3 separate regions of the Gossypium hirsutum genome follow, and regions 1 and 3 are each linked to region 2. Evidence: chromatin contacts called from public Hi-C data. All regions are on one chromosome and are shown on one strand. Each heading gives the region's core, a stretch centred on a gene start, on an enhancer-like site or on the middle of the called end of the contact. The rest is flanking DNA. Distances are from core to core; before and after follow the strand shown.

Region 1 (3,695 bases), core at 259-2,758, 240 kb after region 2:
TAACATTCCAACTTTTGCAAGCAACTTAAACACATGTTTGTCACTTGGAAACGTGAGATAAGGAGCCTTCAACTTAACCAATGATTAATATATGAAAAGCAATAAGGAGTTTTTTTTTTTTTTGGTTTTGTTTTGTTTTAAAATATGGGGTGTTGGAATACGTTTAATTTAATGTAAAAAAAGAAAAAACAACGTTTATAACATTTATTTACACAAAATTATATATATATATATGCTGTGTTTATTATTTGGTTAATGTATGCAAATGAAAACACAACTCTTTATCTCTTCAGCAAATATTGGCGAAAAAAGAATGAATCATTATTGTTTGTAATAAGGAGTTTGTTTAGTTTAATTGAAGACTAAATATAGAAGTGAATAATAATGGGCATGATTATCCCATATCCCATGAAGTCAAAATAGAAACAAAAATATTATCCATCTCCTCATTATGGCCTCTGGTAGACAATACAATGCACTTTAATATTTCTTATGTGTTTTAATAATTAACATCATTACTTTTTAATTAAATCATCCCTAAATTGAGACTCCAATTTTTAAGTTTTGATATTTCAGTTCTAATCATTTTTTATTTTGAATTAATCAAAATTGAGAAATCTCAATCACAGTGTTTACGACTTTTTGTCATTATTATTATAATAATATTTTATCCCTTTTATTGTGGTCCCCGCATATCGAGATCCCTCCGATCCAGCCGTGCTACGCGCAACATGGGATTCATTGCACCACCACTCTCCCCTACACATCACCACATTTTATCAGCCCTCCGCGTATCAATATCTCGTCGTTCCATCTCCTTCCCGATATATTCCTCAAAAATCTCGTTGAACATCTGCCCCTACACGCTCTTCCATACACCCGTTTTCTGCGGCTCCGCTTTGTTGCCGACGGATAAGATCTCCCCTTCACACCGTCCATCATATGGCCCGCATCTCTCCCCCACCACGTGTCTCTATCTTAAACGTCCATTAGTTATCCCCACAAAAAATTGATACCCTCATCTTTCCTTTCGCTATAATTCTGATTTAGTCCCCGGTAAGACTAAAATTTGACATTTAATCATTTTATTTTATTTTTAATTTGATATGATTTGTTATAAATTTTTTACAATATCACCCTAATTGGCTATCTTTTCCTATCACTTGGCTTCTTACTGGGACTTTTATAATGTTATTAGTGTATTTAAATTCGATAAAATTGTTTGTTGATATTGTTAAAGTGCTAACGTGAACTTTTTTTTTGTATTATATGATCATACAGTTTATATCACATAAAAATTCAATCAATAATGTTTAAATCCTTTAAGAGATAAAGTAACAATTGAGGTTTTGAATTTGGATTTACTAATAAAGTACAAAGTTATGTAAAAAAATACATAGAAAGATAAATTTCAAAATTTCAACATACTAAAGGGACTAAACCTAGAATTAGACCTAATTTGACATGACATATTTAACCATTGTTAAAATCTAACCACCCTTCTCAACACATCAATAAAAATTCTTATCCTCTCTCACCTTGTATCTGTCATATCACTTCACTTTCTCTCTCTTTATAGCTCCTTAACCTCTGCTCTCACTGTAAGCTTCATTAATGGCGTTTCAGATCTGAAAATGAACTCTAAAGCTTAAGAAAACCCCAATCTTCGGCAAACCAAAAGGCAAAAAAGAGTATCTTCTTTTGTATATTTTTAATCCAAAAAGGCTTAATTTCTCTTCGCGTGTGTGTGTGTGTTTTGTTTCTCTTTCTCGATTTTTCAAAATGCAGAAGAAAACGGCGTATTCGTTCCCCGACGAGATTTTGGAGCACGTGTTCTCGTTCATACATTCGGGCAAGGACCGGAACGCAGCGTCGGTGGTGTGCAAATCGTGGTACGAGATCGAACGGTGGTGTCGGAGGAAGATATTCGTGGGGAACTGTTACGCCGTCAGCCCTACGATGGTGATCAGACGGTTCCCGGATATCAGATCCATTGAGCTAAAAGGGAAGCCACACTTCGCGGACTTCAATCTGGTACCGGACGGTTGGGGCGGGTACGTACTTCCATGGATATCGGAAATGGCTGGAGCCTATCCATGGCTCGAAGAGATCCGGCTTAAGCGAATGGTTGTCACGGACGAGAGCCTGGAGCTTGTTGCTAAGTCGTTTACGAATTTGCAAGTGTTGGTGCTCTTTTCTTGTGAAGGGTTTTCAACTGATGGGCTCGCTGCCATTGCTGCTAGCTGCAAGTGAGTTTGATAAACTCTTTTTTACTTCGTTTGTTTGGCTTTTACTTTGCTTTTCAGTTAGACAAAGAATTGAACCTTGGGTCTTTGTTAGATTCAATTTTTGTTTTTGGTTTTAGCTACATTTCTGTTTTCTTTGTGATTTTTGAGAAGGGTAGAGTTTTGTTCACTTCAAATGCCCCTTTCCCCCTAGGATTCCTTGTTCTTGTTTTCTATACCTAGATTCTTTTTCGGGGGTTGTTTTCCAGATTTTAAACGGTTATTTCTGGGAAACGTGGGCTTTGCTTTTGCTGTATAAACGATGAATAATATATTTTGTAAATTGAGGATGTAGGGACTGATTTTCCAAGTTGGTACTGCAGATTCTTATGGTATTTCTTTTTTCAAAATTTTTCCTTTTTTTATCCTTCTTTGTATGTTATTTTAATTCCATCTTGGGATTTGTTTGTTTTTTGTTCCTAGATTAGAACTTTATTTTCTTGTATGGTTTGAGCAATTAGATGCTTAAAGAATATGCAAATTTCTTCTCTTGTAAGTTCAATTGTAAAAAAGAAACTTTCTTCTTGATTTTGTATTTGGTTTGGTCGATTTTTTTAATTCCTTGTTTATATGAATCAAATCTGGTTTTGTGATACAGGAATCTGAGAGAGCTGGACTTGAGAGACAGTGAAGTTGATGATTTGAGTGGGCATTGGCTCAACCATTTTCCTGACACATACACATCCCTTGTGTCTCTCAACATTTCCTGCTTAGGATCCGATGACGTTAGTTTTTCGGCCTTGGAGCGCCTAGTTGGTAGATGTCCCAACTTGAGGAGGCTTTTGCTCAACCGTGAAGTGCCCCTCGATAAGATTGCCAACCTTTTATCCCGTGCACCGCAGCTGATTGAATTTGGCACTGGCACCTATGCAGCTGAGCTACGGTCAGACGTGTACTCGAACTTGGCTGAAGCTTTTTGTAATTGCAAGGAATTAAAGTGCTTGTCCGGGTTTTGGGATGCAGTCCCAGCTTACCTTCCAGTTATTTACTCTGTATGCTCTAGATTAACATCATTGAACTTAAGCTACGCTCCCATACAAAATCCCGATCTTACCAAGCTTGTAAGCCAATGTCCGAGTTTGCAACGCATGTTGGTAAGTCCATTACGGTATCATTATGCATTTGAATTTATACCTATAGAAAAAAGATTAGGACTGGCGTGAGATAAGACCGTATTGTAAACATTAAAACATTATGTGGCCTATGGGTCCGATTCAAACCGTGCTGGGAACATGTTCTGATAATTGAATTTTATCTTGCTTTTATTTCTGTTATTTTTCTTAAGCTAGGTTGGTTGTGCTCACAGGTACTTGATTACATCGAAGATAGTGGACTTGAAGTGCTCGCATCTAGTTGCAAGGACTTACAGGAATTGCGGGTGTTTCCATCTGATCCATTTGGGGAAGAGCC
Region 2 (3,330 bases), core at 654-3,153:
GATGACGTTGGTTCAAAAGATTAACTTAAAATTTTGTATCTTTTAAAGGGACTAAAAGAAGAAATTTTCATGTTACAAAATGTTCAAAAATTGGTTGAGAGAACATTTTGAACAATTGTATAATTAAATTTAAAAAAAAAAAGTCAAAATAGGAAGTGATATTATATTAAGAGTAAGTAAGAAGATAGTTGAAGCTTGATTCTTTTAAATAGTACATTTAATAATATAGGAGTTAATATGATTTAGTCCCGACATCACGAGTACTTTTCACATATATAATGTGGGGTAAAGTTAAAAGAAAATGAAGAGTGAAAATCTACTATTTTACCCCAACCCCTTGTTATTGCAGCAACCTTTGGTGTTTGAAAGTAAGTTCTCAGCTGCAATCATTTAAGTAGAAGGTTTTTAATCTCTATGAATTTAATGTGGAAACTCACTGAGTTGAAGGTTAGCTTCAACTGCAATGTTAGTTCAACATGCATTAAATAATAATAAAAAAATGTATAAAGTTGAAAAGATTTATTAAAATAATAAGGTGATTTTGTCTTTTTTAACCTATATTCTGCTTCCAATTCTATTAACCAAAACACTATAAAGAAGGCATGTAAATTTTGGGAATTATGTGATTTTAGAGTTGGGGTTCAATTCTAATCACTCTCCCCATTTTATAAAACAATAATAAAATCTAATGTCACTTAAATTCAAATTACTACCCACTCCCAATTCATATGTTTAGATTAACCAAATGTTTCACTTTTTTTTTTTAGTGTAACCAAATAAATAACTTCAATTTTAGTTTTTGATACCAATAGATATTTTTATCAATATTTACAAATATTTATATTTATCACACACCATTATCAAAAAAAGAAAAAAAAAAGAAAGAAAGTAAATCTAAAACTTACTGCATTTTTGTTACATTTATTCATAATTTGAATCCATATCAGAAAATGCCAGAAATATTCATTGCCTGGCTGCTCCACCTCTCCATTTCAGATTTGCAGCAAACTTTATTAACTGCAAAATTAAATTTATGAAAGAAATAATCATCTATTGATTCATTTGATTTTCTTTTCCTTATAAAATCATGTTTATATATTTACAATTAGCATCAATTTCAATTTTTTAAAAAATAACGAAAAACCTAAGAGGCGAAAGAACTAAAAAATATGGTGATATGTAACAAAAAGAAAAAGACGACTGATGAATGCTTGTTTAGCTAGCGAGAAAAAAAAAATAAGAACCAAAAAAGGAAGAAAACCCAGATTTTCTAGGAAGCCAAACAAGTTTCCCAAAAAAGCCTGTTCTTTTCCATCTCATTCATGGTTTCGCTTGAGTTTGAGTTTTCAGCTGATGAAGAGGATTTCTTTTCTTTCCCCACACCAACTCCTTTAATACGTTGATCATCCCTGCAACTTTTTTTATACAATTGAACCTCCTTTTGCTCCACCACCCCATCGTCATCGTCGTCATCATCTTCATCATTGACACCTTCAACAACATTTGCAAATTTGTTTTTTAAGCTACCACCAACCTCTCCAACACCATGAACAACATCAGGTGCAATATCACAGCTACATGACTCGGCATCATCATCATCACCATCATCATCGTGACTGATGTCAACCATGGCTGGATCGGAACTACAACCAGATTCCGAATCGCCGGTGGCCTCGAAGAGCAAGAAAGAAGACACGTCAACAACTTTACTTCTTCTTCTTCGGATACCCATTAATAACCTGTAATTACCAAACCGCAAAAAACAAAACGGAAATTCAAAAGAAAATTTTTATTGGTACTGACTTTGGGTTATTTAAGCCTTTGCTATATACATCAGAAAGTTTCATAAGTAATAATTAAAAAATAAATAAAATAGAAGGAGGGAAGGGTGGGCTACTATTGCTATTGCTACCGTGTTTGACGCATTGGAAAATTTTATTATAATGAAAAAGAAAATTTTGGTTTCTAGAAGGAGATAAATATACGCTAACGCAACGGTTGATATTGATAGAATCACAGTTCAGACCAGAGTAGGCCAGGTCCCACCCTTCTAGAAGCTTAACAATCACATAAATATCAAATCTTCTAGAACCCCACGTTCCTAATTATATTTATTATTATTATTATGGCAGTTTCTTTTTTTGTTTTATTTAAAGAATAAAATACTTTTTAAAAATTACTTTATTAGGTTAATTTTTGAGAAATTTACAAGAATAAATTGATTAATGAAAACACTTTTAGCTGGAAATATTTTCAGGTGAAATGTAAAAAAATGTTTCCAACTAGAAACGCTTTTATCGTGTTGCTAGTAAAATACTCTAAGTAGAACGCGTTTTTGCCAACTCATTTAAAAGCGCTTCCAGTTGGAAGCATTTTCCCCAATAGCAACCCCCCAATGGCTACTTTCCCCACAGCTAATTAAAATAGCCGTTGGCACTCATCACCCCCAACAACTACATTTTTCGAAACCCTATAAAACCCCCTTACTTTATTTCCACAAATTTCACTCATATATCTCTCAAAATTCACAAATCACTCTAAGAAATTTATCAAATTCTCTGTTAAATTCTTACTTCAATTTTATTTCTCTCTAAATTATATTTTTTATCAAAATTATCTTAATATTTTTGCAAATAAATTTTTATTAAAAATTAATTCTTATTTTTCAAAATTAGAAATGGATGGATCTCTAATCCATTTTGATGACAAGCACATTTTCGTTGATCAATTGCAAGTGGTAAGAATATTTTTTGATATATTTCAATGTTTAATTTTTTTTATTTCATTGTTATATTTAAATTTAATTTTTTTTCGTAAATGTGCGAAAGATCAAATTTTGGAGTGTTATATCCGTAATCTACCGACTCCTCAATCACCCTTGATTGAACTATACTTGAGGGAAGCCGATTTTTCGCACATGGCCTTTGTAGGTTGGGGGTGTAAGTTGGACCCAACACTCGTAAGTGTGTTGGTGAAAAGATGGAGACCGGAGATGCATACATTTTATCTTTCATGCGGTGAGTGTACTATCACTTTAGAGGACGTGTAGTTACAGTTGCGGTTATCGGTGGATGAGTCAGTAGTCACTGGGTCAATTCACGTGGCCGATTGGAGAGGTGCATACGATGAACTTTAGGGTTTGGTTTTGGAGACAATTTATGAGGTAGGACCAAAATGAGTTGGTTAAGAAGAAACTACGAAGGGCTAGATGAGGATTTAGTTGAAGTCAAAAGAGAACGACACGTTCGGGCGTACATCCTTCAAATTATCGGGGGTATCCTAATTCTAGATAAGTCACAAAATCTCTCCATCTAATGTCGCTGCTGAAAC
Region 3 (3,352 bases), core at 567-3,066, 210 kb after region 2:
TGGCAACTCTGAACTTTACAAGCTGCTAATGAAGCAACACTTTGGCACCGGCTGGCATTGCACCTTAGCCTCAAACATCGAAAGTGCCTCGAACCCAAATTAAAGTTCTCTTTAATGAAGAAAATCTATCAGTTGTGCCCCCTCTCATGGTACTACTTCCCTATTGGTTACTCTTGTACCCATTCTTATACACTACCATCAAGTCACCCGTTATATAGTAAGGCATTGTGAGCCAGGCCAATGGCCCCCTCCTCCATCCCAAAGGCCCCATGACATATTTCTACTAGTTCTCCGAACTGCCTATTGTGAGAACCATCCGATTCTAGCACCCCAAACTTTTGTTTTGTAACAGTTACCAAGCAGTATTTAGCCTTAATTCAGTTAAAATTCACAGATTTATTTCTTTCATGCTTCGTATACATAAAGGACTTGACAAAGCAAGTTGCAAAGTAAGATTTTTATTTTTCATGTTTCAACGTACTTTTGTTTCTTGAAATATCAAACGATGAAAACAATCTCTGGAGACCAATGGTTAATGGGTTTGGATTTGATTTGAAAATTCTCGAAGGAGGACGAATTGGGTATTTCCACAAAAACTGAAACAAAATTTAAAAGAATAGAAAGTTACCTGTCCAGCATGAAAAGAACTGGTGGGCACGTACATGCAAGGCAAAATAAGTTTATCTCCAGAATCTGAAACTACCCTTTTCCTCAAATTCCATATTACTTGCTTCAACATCTCACAGACAACACCCTGAAAACCAGAAACAAAATGTAAAACATACATATAACACTTCGCAGAGCGTATAAAGAAGCATTATATCGAACAGTTAACGTGCATTGTTAAACAAAGACTATTGCCAAATGTGATCCAAAAATGAAAAATTATAGTCGATTTCGAAGTAAAATTGATATGTTTTTTAGGTGGAATAAATGAAAGTGAGATCAAGAAGAGTTTGGGAATGTGTAGAGCCGGTCTAGCCCAGTGAACAAACTTCAATGAAAAGGAAAAAGAAAGAAAACATGGAATAGACTATCTTTTTTGTTTATTAAAAAAAATTAAGGTAAATTCTTCTTCATCGTATATGTAAATTTAATCAGGAAAAATGGAAATTACGCAGAAAAAGAATAAATTTTAACTAATGAGGAGAAAAAAGAGTAAAGAGAGAGACCTGTTTGGATTCTGAAACAATCCTTGTTAGCAGTTTTGCGCAGTCAAAGGCTTTCGATGTCTCCACTCCACAGGTGATCTCCGATTGGATTTTGTGCAAATCGTAGCCGTACACGATGTTACTATATTCCCTTTTATAGTAAAAAATAAAAATAAAAAGAAGCTTGAATTTTTTTTAAAATATTTAATGTAATATTTGAACTATTAATATTATTTTATTGTGGTACTTAATGTTAACACCGTTGGTAAATTACTAAATTAGTTAACGAAAATTCCACATGTAAATTCTCTTTTTTCCAAATTATCAAGGCTAGACTCATTGATGGTGTTAACACCAAACACTATAATAAAACACATATTAATAGTTTAAATATCGCATTGGATATTTTATGAAAATATAGATACCACAATAAAATACATATTGATAGTTCAATTACTATATTAAACATTTTTAAAATACAAATATCACATTAGACATTTTATGAAAGTACACATATGATATTATCTCTACAAGTCTTTTCATTTTATATTGAAAAAATTAATAATATATATTATAATTGCTATTAAGTTTTGGTTGTTATTATACAATTAAAAGTAAGAGTTTAAAGTGGAGTTGTTCACAATTTGAGCAGAACATTAATGTCATATTAACATATTTTATATTTGTTTAACTCTAATTTGACTTGAAACATGAATCTAAAATTATATTTAAGTTCAGCCATATTTAAAAATGGTTAATTCAAGCTCATTTTAAGCCTATCATATATATTTTTTAAATTTTTTATTCATTAAAATTTTTAATCTAAGCCATAATCCAAAGATATTAAGATAAATATAATTAGTGGTATTACAAATTTCACCCTATTAAAATGATATATACTGAATGTATATATATAAATGAAGAAATGTGACCTAAACTAAAAACTATCAACAACAGTAACTGTAACATGAGACTCACTTCAGGGAACCACTAAACAACATCCCAAAAATTCCTTTAATTTGCTGAATTCCCATTTCATTGGGGATTCCTTAAGTTTTTTAAGCTCCATATTCTCATCCTTGAGCACTTTAATGGCCAAACTCAATTCCCTAATCACTTGTCTCTTTTCTTCATCTTTCCCCAATAATTGAGCCTTCACTTTCTTGTTATCTTCTTTCAATCTCTCCACTTCTTCCCTTAACTTCATCGCTACTTCTTCATTTATTATATTCATATTGTATTTATGTTGGCTTTCAGCGTCATCAATTTCGGATTCGGCATAGTCTTCAGAATCCATAGTATCGGAGCAACTATCATAGGCTTTATCCGATATGTGCTTCATGGAACGAAATGATGCTCCTAATGTTGTTACGACATGAGTTCCGTGGCTGAACTTGGCTCGATCGTACCGCTCGGCAAGCGAACGGTGAGTTCGGTAGAGATCTTCCACCAAGCTAATCAGCTCGGGCCGTTTCTTGCAGTACATTTCGGCACGTTGGGCAAAGGAATCTGCATCTTCGTCGATCAATTTTAGCATTGCCTTTGTCTTCTTATCCAACTCTGCCATTCACATATAAACCAATTAAAGTGGTCCATGTTGTAATTTTCTTTTTTGTTTTAGACTTTAAATTTGATAATTGGGCTCACTTCACTATTTGGATTTTTTTTGTTTGTCTACTTAGTACTAGAATGAGTCCATTTTAGTCCCTTAATTTGGAATACATAAAAAATTAATAACATGACAATTTAAAATTATATCACATTATCAAATCAAATATATTAACTAAATTCAAATTTAATAATCAAAATTCTAATATCAAAATAGACTACAAAAAGTTAAATGTAACCCTTTTTTTTTTAAATCGGACTGATGGTTGAACCAATCAGGTCGTTGATTGTCAATCTGTTTGGTTCAATTCGATTAAAAAATATTAAAAAATTTGATTTTGCTCAATTCAATCGGTCCGTACCAATCTCCAAGTCAACCCGATCAAAGCCTTTCTCTAAACTAATACCATGACCAGTTCACGATCCAACTAGTTCAATCCGATTCAAACATTAATGTAACATTAATGTATAATGCCAGTAGTTAATCCGCAAATAATTATTAAAGATTAAATGCTTATTCAGATTATTTAAAAAAAACCTTTTAAATAACTTTTTTATTATTTTTGTTGGAAATGAAATCGTTGAAATAATTA

The links. Hi-C and Micro-C count contacts between places; a contact is called where the count stands out from the background.
Region 1: a Hi-C map of leaf shows a contact between it and region 2, with 2.0 times the contacts expected there. The contact joins the promoter of LOC107947922 here to the promoter of LOC107947889 in region 2. A contact is called at or near these places in 8 of 34 Hi-C or Micro-C datasets (callus, leaf, petal and 1 more).
Region 3: a contact with region 2 is called in a Hi-C map of leaf, with 3 times the contacts expected there. The contact joins the promoter of LOC107947913 here to the promoter of LOC107947889 in region 2. A contact is called at or near these places in 5 of 34 Hi-C or Micro-C datasets (callus and leaf).

Annotation. Positions count from the first base shown.
Region 1 is chrA08:93,149,958-93,153,652 of Gossypium_hirsutum_v2.1, forward strand. LOC107947922 (protein TRANSPORT INHIBITOR RESPONSE 1) reads left to right here and starts at 1,509. Exons shown (of 3, transcript XM_016882423.2): 1 at 1,509-2,249; 2 at 2,884-3,379; 3 at 3,592-3,695. The coding sequence starts at 1,783.
Region 2 is chrA08:92,913,304-92,916,633 of Gossypium_hirsutum_v2.1, forward strand. It overlaps LOC107947889, which reads right to left and starts at 1,904. Exons shown (of 1, transcript XM_016882395.2): 1 at 890-1,904. The coding sequence starts at 1,732. The coding sequence ends at 1,271.
Region 3 is chrA08:93,119,459-93,122,810 of Gossypium_hirsutum_v2.1, forward strand. It overlaps LOC107947913, which reads right to left and starts at 1,817. Exons shown (of 4, transcript XM_016882415.2): 1 at 1,807-1,817; 2 at 1,173-1,302; 3 at 629-754. The coding sequence starts at 1,817. LOC107953327 (protein NETWORKED 3A) reads right to left here. Exons shown (of 4, transcript XM_041075965.1): 4 at 1,977-2,711. The coding sequence ends at 2,131.